2 separate regions of the Oryctolagus cuniculus genome follow, and region 1 is linked to region 2. Evidence: chromatin contacts called from public Micro-C data. All regions are on one chromosome and are shown on one strand. The core of a region is the stretch at or near the end of the contact, and the rest is flanking DNA. Distances in the headings are between cores, read along the strand shown. Region 1 holds the start of UPF1 (UPF1 RNA helicase and ATPase). Region 2 holds the start of REX1BD (required for excision 1-B domain containing).

Region 1 (4,553 bases), core at 81-2,580, 130 kb before region 2:
TTCTGGCCGCGAAGAAAAGAAAGCCCAAGTGGGTGACGAGCCCACGCCGCTGACTCAGCCACGTAGCCCACAAGCCCCCCGCCCACGAGGGGGCCGGGGCTCCCCGGGGCGGGACGGTGGGGGAGGGGGCGCCAGAGCCCCAGGCTGTGCCCGGCAGCACCTGCGCGCCAGGCGAGCCTCCCAGGATTCCGGAAAACTCGCCGGGGGTCGGGGTCGGGGTCGGGGTCCGGGGGGCCGCCGTCGGAGACCCAGAGGACGGACGTGGTGGCGACTCCGCAGGACCCCCCAGCCAGCACCTGCGCCCCCCGCGCCCCAGGCTCAAGCCCAGGCCAAGCACGCGCGGGCTACGTCCCCCAACGGGAAGCGCCCGAGCGAGCGGCCCCTTCCCCGGAGAAGCCGGCTCCGCGCTCCGGGCCGGACCCAACTCAGCCCCAACTTCGCCGGGCGGGCAGGGCCGCCGGCTTACGTAACAGGTTGGTTTCGCCAACAGGCGGCAGCGCGGGCAGGAAACACCAGCGACCCGCCCCCTGAACCACCGCCGCGGCCCCTCCACTCGCGCGCCCCGAAATCCCAACTTTGCCACGCGCGGCCGGGCGCGCGCCACTGCGCGGGCGCCGAGACCCCCCGGGCGCGGGCGGGGGGCCCCGAGCCGGCCCGAGCAGTCGCCCACCCCCCCCCAACCGCAGGTCCGGGCCACCCGGAAGCGAACGGAGGGCCCCCCGGCCGCCTGGCCCCAGCAGCACCCACACCCAGCCGCCCCGCCGGGAGCCCCCGCGGGATCGCCGCGACCCCCGGCCAGGTGTGGGGGGGTCCGGGCCCGGGCTTCCGGCGCCGCCATGTGCCGCTCGCTCACCTGCGCGTCCAGCTGTCCGGCCGCAGCGCCCGCGCCCGCGCCGCCCGGGCCCCCCGCGCCGCCGGGGCCGCCGGGGCCGCCGGGGGGCGTCTGGGTCTGGCTGGGGAGGGTGAAGTCGGTGAACTCGAACTCGGAGCCCTGTGTGTCGGCGCCGAGCAGCTCGGCCTCCTCCGTGTCCAGGAAGGTGAGCGTCTGCGAGCTGGGCCCGTACGCCTCCACGCTCATGGCGCCGCCGGCTCCGCGCCTACTCGAGCTCGCTGCCGCGCCGAGGCCTAGGCCGCAGGCCTCGGGCCGCCTCGCCGCCGCCGCCGCGTGCCCGGCCCGGCCGCGCCGCCCGCCCCGCAGCGAGCCTGGCCGCCGCCCGTGAGCGCGAAGCCGCCGCCGCCGCCGCCGCCGAGCGCCCCTCGGAGCCGCCGCTGCCGCCCCTCGGAGCCGCCCGCCACTCGCAGCCCCCGGCAGGAACCGCCGCCGCCGCCGCTGCCGCCGTGCGCGTGCGCGAGCCCGACGCCGGCGCAGGTGCGCGTGCGCGAGGCCGACGCCGGCGCAGGCGCGCGCGCTCCTCGCGGTCTCCCGCCAGGCCCGCCCACAGACGCCCCGAGCCGAGCGGGCCGGCGGGACGCCTGGTGCGCACGCGCGGAGGGGCGGGGCTTCCAACGGCCGCCGCGGCGGGCGCTCCGGCCTCGGCCCCGCCCCAACCGCTGCTCGGAGTCTCCGGGCCGCGGGGCTGTGCGGGCGTGGGAGGGCCCGCGGAGCTGTGCGGGCGTGGGGGGGCGCTTGGCTTTGTGCAGCACGGTGGTTCCAGCACGGACAAGATTGCTGTATACAGCTGGTGCTCACTAAGGTTGCCAGGGAGTCTTGGGGGTGGCTGCTGCTGGATATAGTGGTTAAGATGCTGCCTTGGAGCCGGCGCTGTGGCGTGGCAGGTGAAGCCGCCGCCTGCAGTGCCGGCATCCCAGATAGTCGCGGGTTCGAGTCCCGGCTGCCCCACTTCCGATCCAGCTCTCTGCTATTGCCTGGGTTCGAGTCCCCGCTGCACTCCCGACCCCAGCCCCCTGCGCGTCCACACCCCGGAAGGCAGCAGGTGACAAGAACCTGGGCCGCTGCCACCGCCACGTGGGGGACCCGGCTGAGCCCTGGCGCCCCCGGTCTCAACACGGTGCCTGGAGAGTTTCCAAATTCACATACAGGGACCTCGGGCTGGGACGCTCAGTGTGGCCCCACGGAAAGACCCGACTGGAGGCGGAAGCCCGCGAGCCAGCAGTGAGCGCAGCCCTGGGAGCGCCCCGCTGATCCGGGAGAGTTGATCAGCCGGGCGGGCGGGTACACCTGTGACAGTGTGCAGAGCGCACCCCTGCCCTGTTTGACACACCAGAAGCTAAGGAGGAGCTGATCAAAAAAGACCTAAGGTGCACAGAAAGCAGAAACGTGGCAAGGGGCCGGCGCGGTGGCATGGCGGGTAAAGCTGCCGGCAACGCCAACTTCCATAAGGATACCGGTTCGAGCCCCAGCTGCACCGCTTCCCATCCAGCTCTCTGCAGTGGCCTGGGAAAGCAGTGGGGGGTGGGCCAGGTGCTTGGACCCCTGCACCCGCGTGGGAGACCCGGATGGGGCTCCTGGCTCCTGGCTTCAGATCGGCGCAGCTCCGGCTGTTGTGGCCAATTGGGGAGTGAACCAGTGGATGGGAGATCTCTCTCTCTCTCTCTCTCTCTTTCAAATAAATGAGTCAATTTTTGCTTTAATATTTATTTATTTGACAGAGTTACAGAAAAGGTAGAGAGAAATAGAGAGAGAACCATCCGCTGGTTCACTCCCCAATTGGCCGCAACAGCCGGCGCTGCGCTGATCCGAAGCCAGGAGCCAGGAGCTTCCTCCTGGACTCCCATGGGGGTGCAGGGGCCCAAGCACTTGGGTCATCTTCCACTGCCTTCGCAGGCCATAGCAGAGAGCTGGATTGGAAGTGGAGCAGCCGGGACTAGAACTGTAGCCCATATGGGATGCCGGCACTGCAGGTTAGGGCATTAACCCGCTGTGCCACAGCACCGGCCCCCAATAAGTCAATCCTATAAAAAGAAAAAAGGCCGGCACTGTGGCTCACTTGGTTAATCCTTGCCTGAGGCGCTGGCATCCCATATGGGTGCCGGGTTCTGTCCTGGTTGCCCCTCTTCCAGGCCAGCTCTCTGCTGTGGCCCGGGAGTGCAGTGGAGGATGGCCCAAGTGCTTGGGCCCTGCACCCCATGGGAGACCAGGAGAAGCACCTGGCTCCTGCCATCGGATCGGCGCAGCACTGGCCATAGCGGCCATTGGGGGGTGAACCAACGGAAGGAAGACCTTTCTGTCTCTCTCTCTCACTGTCTAACTCTGCCTGTCAAATAAATAAATAATAAAATTTAAAAAAGAAAAAAGAGAAAAAGCAGAACCAATCCTCACCAGGGCTGCATTAGATGTAAATGAGACAAACTCTCCACTTAAAAGGCAGAGGTTGTTAGAATGCATTAAAAAAAAAAAAACAATTCTGCATCCTCACTTTACCTCCAAAAACAACAAATCAGTGAAAATGACCAGAAAGAGAGACTGTGTGCAAACCATAAGCAGACGGGCGCCGGCTACACCCGCCTGGGACAGACCAGACCGTGGGAGCCCCAGCGAGGGAGCTGTGGGTTAAACTGCGCGCCCGGTGGGGTCCTGTCTGCTCCGCTCCGACCCAGCGCCTGCCAGCGAGTCGGGGCTTCTGCAGCCCCGTCGCCCTCGGGAGGCTCCGGCCTGAGCTCCGGGCGCCTGGCCTCGGCCCCGCCGCCTTCAGTCTCGCAGCCATGTGTGGATACAAGGCCCCTCCCTGTGTCTCTCCCTGCCTTTCAAATAAGTGAAAATAAATACATTGAAACCAGCTGGTCATCAACCGAAGGCCTCCTTCCTGGATTAAAAAAAGAGAGAGAATTGTTTATTTAAAAGGCAGAATGACACAGAGGAGAGGGAGGAAGAGAGAGAGAAAGAGAGAGAGAGAGAATGTCTTCACCCGCTGGTTCACTCCCTAGGCAGCCGCACAGCTAGGAGCCGGGAGCTCCATCCGGGTCTCCCCAGCAGGTGCAGGTACCCAGGCGCCTGCGCCGGCAGGCGGTGCGCATGTGCAGGGAGACCAGGCTGGAGCTCCTGGATCCTGGCTTCAGCCCGGCCCTGCCCTGGCCATTGCAGAGGGAACCAGCGGATGGAAGACCTCTCTCTCTCTCTCTCTCTCTCTCTCTCTCTCTCTCCCTCCCCCCATTCTGCCTCTCAAATAAGCAAATCTTTTCAAAACTACCCTCCAGGTCTCCCACATGGGTGCAGGGGCCCAAGCACTTGGGCCATCGTCTGCTGCTTTCCCAGGCCACAGCAGAGAGCTGGGTCGGAAGTGGAGCAGCCGGGACTGGAACCGGCGCCCACATGGGATGCGGCACTGCAGGCGGCGGCTTAGCCCACTGGGCCACAGTACCAGCCCCAAAATAAATCTTTAAAAAAAAATTTTTTTGGAACATACTCCAGCTAAGAACATATTATTTGTCTGAAATCATGATTCGTGTATCAATTTGCTTTATTAAATTCCAAAGACAGAGAGAGAACTCTTCTACCCACTCTGCACTCCCCTAAATGCCCGCAGCGGCCGGGCTGGGCCAGGCCGACGCCAGGAGCCGGAGCTCCATCCGCGTCTCCCACGTTGGGGCGGGGA
Region 2 (4,532 bases), core at 275-2,774:
CAAGGGGGGGGGGACCAAGCCTCGTGCCCTTGAGGGGTTCGGAGCGTGCCTGGCGCCCAGAGAGAGGCAAACGGCAGGCGCGTGCTCGACAGGGGAGCGGGGATCGCCGCGTCCGGGCCGTGCGCGCACCCTGAGCAGCGTGCGGCCGAGGTGTCCCCGTTGCGCGCGCCTGGGGCTGCCCGGCGGAGCAAGGCCGGAGGGTAGCCCGCGGCCGGGCGGGGTGGGGGTGGGGCAGCGCCCTGGGGCAGACGCCTCGCGGGTGCGCGCCGCGCGCTCATGCACTCACTTCATCTTCAGCCGTTGCGTCTGTCCCGCGTCCTCCTGCCCCGCCAGCTCCGGCGACCCCGCCAGCTGCAGCAAGGCCACCTGGGGGGGGGGGCGAGGAAGTGGGGGACCTTGAGACACCCAGAGAGGAAGGGGTGGGCGCTGTGCGGGAGGAGTCTCGGGGCAAGGCAGGGGTGGGCGTGGCTCTACAAGGACGTTCCGGCTCGGGATGGGCGGTGGGCGTGGGGCAGGCGGGGCCTCTCGGGCCCGGAGGCGGGGTTAGAACCCCAGCGAAGGCTCGGCTTGCGGGACCGGGAGGGTCCCGCTAGGGAGGGTGTGGCCTGGGAATGTCGGGGGAGGGGCGACGTGGGCGTGGCCTCAGAACCCCAAGCACGTGGGAGGTGGGACCTAGGGTCCCCTCTCCCGCGGGCTTGAGAGGCCAGAAAGTGAGACAGCCGGGGGTGGGGGCCAGGAGGGGCCGGGGCCAGGAGGGGCCCCGCGGGGGGCGCGCCCTGCGCGGCAGGGCCGTGGCCTCACCGTGGTCAGACGCGTCTGCTCCAGCTGCTGCAGGCTGCGCACGTGGCCGGCGAGCCGCGGCTGCGCGCGGGGCCCGGCCAGCTCGGCCTCCAGCGCCAGCACCTCCCGCGAGGCGGCGGCGAAGGCCTGCGTGACCTCGTGCACCGCGCTCCGGTAGCTCGCGAAGTCGTAGTCGGGGCCGCTGCGCACGTACTGGCGGTGGGCTCTGCGGCGGACGGGGGTCCTGAGGCCGCGCCCCCCTCCGAGGCGCCTCGCTCCGCCCTCGGGGCCCACGCCCGTACTCACTCCAGGCGGCGGTGGGGGTCCTGAGACCGCGCCCCTGCTCCCCGCCCCCAAGGCACCCGGGGACCGGGGCGCCCCCTCCGCCCTCGGGGCCCGCGCCCGCACTCACTCGTCCAAGCGGCGAAAGGCCTGCGCGCGCTCGGCCTGCAGCTGGTGCACGCGCTGTACCAGCGTCCAGATCGGCGCGTCTTTCTGCGGGGCGGGGGCACGGCTGCGGCTTGAGCCGGCGCCCCTGGCCCTGCGCCGCCCGCCCCCCGGCCCCCGGCCGCGTCCTGGCTCACCCACGGCCACGCCGGCTCCTCGCGCTCCGCGGCTCCTGGGACCGCCGCGGCCCCGTCGGGCACCATGGCTGTGCACGCGCGCCGCGCCCCGGAGCAGGCCGCTGCGCCTCGCAGGGCGCCCCCTGCCGGCCCGGAGGTCTGCGGACACCGAGCCGCGGCGGGCGGGCCTGGAGGGGCGGAGGCAGCCCGGGCTCGCTCAGAACCCCGCCCCCCCAGCTCGCGGCAGGTGTCCGGCCCCTATCAACACCGACTCCGGTCTCGCGTGCTGCCCACAAAGACGACCCGTTCCCGACGCAAAGCACAGGTGCGCGGGCAGGCACTAGGCGGCCCGTCACAGGGGCTTGTGTGCAAAGGCCCTGAGGCGGGCACACGGGCCTCGGGGCATCGTGACACACGGGGCGCTGGGGAGGTGGCCTGGCACGGCGCCCCGAGGTGCTGGGCGGGAGGACCAGGCTCCCGTCAGCGTTGCCCGGCAACAGAGCCCCAGAGCAAGTGTTCCTTTCTTGAGAGCCGAAGTGTGGGGGTGGGCAAAAAGGGGGCTCCCTCCGCTGGTCCAGGAGCCGGACTGGGCCCCAAGCTGGGAACTCCGTGCAGCCCCTGTACAGGCAGGGCCCGCGCACCTGCTGCCTCCTGGCCGCCTTAGCAGGGAAGCGGCTCAGCAGCGCCCCCCCCCCCCGACGGCCAAGGTCAGGCCTGCAGGGACCCCGTCCCCGCGAGCGGCGGCCACCCCCCCCCCAACAGACCAGCCAGGAGACACCGGTTATGCTCCAGTAACCGAGGGGAAGATTTATTGGGGGGCGGGGCGCACGGAGACCACGCCCCCGGGCGGGCGCGGCCTTATTTGACCTTCTTCTTGGGGCGCAGGTTGTTGGTGTGCCCGCACTTCTTCTTGCGGCAGTTGACGGCGCGGGGGTGCAGGCGGGCGTAGCACCTGCGCGGGCAGGGCGGGCGGCGGTGAGGGCGGGGGCACCGCTCCGCTCCCCGCCGGGGACCCCCTCTCCCTCCCCTCCCCTCCCCGCCGCCCCCCGCGCACGCGCACTTGCGGCAGATCATCTTGTCGCAGTTGTACTTCTGCGCCAGCTGGCGGAGCGAGGGCTCGATGATGCCGCCGCGCAGGCGCAGCACCAGGTGCAGGGTGGACTCTGCGGGGCGGGCGGCAGCTCAGGGGCCGGGGTCTCTCCCGCGCCGCACACCCCCCATCCCCCCGGACCCTGGGCCCCCACCCCCCGCCCGCACCTTTCTGGATGTTGTAGTCCGACAGGGTGCGGCCGTCCTCCAGCTGTTTGCCCGCGAAAATCAGACGCTGCTGGTCAGGCGGGATGCCTGCAAGGGGGCGAGCGGGGGCCTCAGCTCCTCCCGGGGCGGCGGGGGTCCCACAGTACAGCCCCCCGAAAAGGGAAACTGAACCCGGTCCAGACCCAGCCTCATCCCAGCCAGGGGAACTGGGGCCCGAGACCCAGCCTCGCATGCGCAAAGGGTCCGGGGACCCCAGCCCAACCCCATCACACCTACGGGTACCCCAACCCACACGGGGACCCCCAACCCCAGCCTTCATCCCACACACAGGACCCAGGGGGCTCCCAGGCCCGGCCCCATCACATGTATCCGGGGGATACCCCAGCCCAGCCCCCATCACACACACGGGACCCAGGGAGCCCCATCGTGTGTACCCGGGGACCAGGACCCCCCAGCCCGGCCCCACTCACCCTCCTTGTCTTGGATCTTGGCTTTGACATTCTCGATGGTGTCGCTGGGCTCGACCTCGAGGGTGATGGTCTTGCCCGTCAGGGTCTTCACAAAGATCTGCATCGCGGCGCCCGCGGAGCTGGTGGGGCGCACGGCGGTGAGCGCGTCCCCCTCCCCACGCCACGCACCCCGCCCCGCACACGCCTGGACTCGGCCCCGGCCGCCCCGCTCAGCCCCGCCGGCTCCCGAGACCCCTCCTCTCGCCCTCACTGCATTCCCGGGCAGCAATGGCTGCCGCCGACACGTGCCGGGGGCCCGTCTACACCCGCAGTCTCATCAGACAGGGTTAACCCGGGCGCCGCCACCAAGGGCAGCCGGCCCGCAGAACGCGGTCCCCTTGAAGGAGCCGGAGCCGGCGCCGGCCGCCCCCTCTGCCCCCGCCGCGGACGCGCCCGCCCCGGGCCTCGCTCCAGGCCCCGGGCCTCGCGGGCCGGCCCGTCCGCACGGCTGCCGCTGCCCTCGGCGGCGCCCCCCGAGCTCGGAGCCCCGGCCGCACACCCCCGGCTCCGCCATCCCGCCTTCCCCGCCGCGCCCCACGCGACCCCGCGCGGCCTCCGCCACCGACCCGCTCGACCGCCTCGTCGAAGAGAAAGAGGGCGGCGGAACCGGAAACCGGAGATGGGCCGCCGAGAGCGCCTGCGCGCTGGCGCCTGCGTCACAATCCCCTCGGGCCCCGCCCCGGCGCCATGTTCAGTGCTGGCGATCGAAGCCACGGCGCGTGTGGGCAACTCCCTTCCGAGTGTGCGCTCTCCGCCCCCGCCCGGCGGCCGGGGTGCCGGGTCAGGTGCGCGGACCGACGCACCTGGCCAGGTGTTGGGGCCTCCGGCCTCCGGGGACACTGCTTGAGCAGAGGGTCTGGGGGCGGGGGCAGGCAGGAGGCCCAGGGCCCGGAGGTAGGCAGGGACCCCTGGGCTTGGTTGGTAGAGCCCTCTCCCTTGGTTGGTGCGCACGGGCGGACCAGGTAGGGCAGGTGAACCGGTGCCTCCGCCTCCATAAAGGTTGGTGGGCGGCGGCCAGGCAGGGTCTGGACCGTGGACGGAGGCTCGGGGGTAGTCCGGCCTGTTAGAGGTGAGGTCACCCCGTCCCCTGGGCACCTTGCAGGGCCCTGTGTCTCCCTGCGCATTCCCGGAGCGGGAGCCCGCCCTCTGGCCCGTGCCTTCCTGACACCGTCTCCAAGTGCTCCCAGGACGGGTAGCCTTCGGAACAGGCCCCTGTCTTGGGTCCACCTCGAGGCTGCGGAGAGGGAACCGTGTCGCTGGCAGTGGGAACAGCACCTGCGAGGCCCAAGGAGCCGATGGGACCCCGGGCGCTGCGGGCAGCCAGCCCCCCACCCAGAGCAGCCAGTGCGTGTGCGCCTCCAGCCCCCCCCCCCCACGCCGGGGGCTCTGGTGCACCTGCCAGGCCCAGATGGAAAACCCGCGG

Evidence for each region. Hi-C and Micro-C count contacts between places; a contact is called where the count stands out from the background.
Region 1: a contact with region 2 is called in a Micro-C map of ear pinna, with 4 times the contacts expected there. The contact joins the promoter of UPF1 here to the promoter of REX1BD in region 2. A contact is called at or near these places in 2 of 6 Hi-C or Micro-C datasets (ear pinna and an unstated tissue).

Annotation. Positions count from the first base shown.
Region 1 is chr16:65,845,015-65,849,567 of mOryCun1.1, reverse strand. It overlaps UPF1 (UPF1 RNA helicase and ATPase), which reads right to left and starts at 1,330. Exons shown (of 24, transcript XM_070059018.1): 1 at 854-1,330. The coding sequence starts at 1,078.
Region 2 is chr16:65,711,936-65,716,467 of mOryCun1.1, reverse strand. It overlaps REX1BD (required for excision 1-B domain containing), which reads right to left and starts at 1,524. Exons shown (of 5, transcript XM_051841599.1): 1 at 1,365-1,524; 2 at 1,193-1,275; 3 at 802-1,006; 4 at 287-366. The coding sequence starts at 1,430. UBA52 (ubiquitin A-52 residue ribosomal protein fusion product 1) reads right to left here and starts at 3,806. Exons shown (of 5, transcript XM_051841600.2): 1 at 3,676-3,806; 2 at 3,071-3,189; 3 at 2,601-2,687; 4 at 2,404-2,506; 5 at 2,125-2,295. The coding sequence starts at 3,173. The coding sequence ends at 2,202.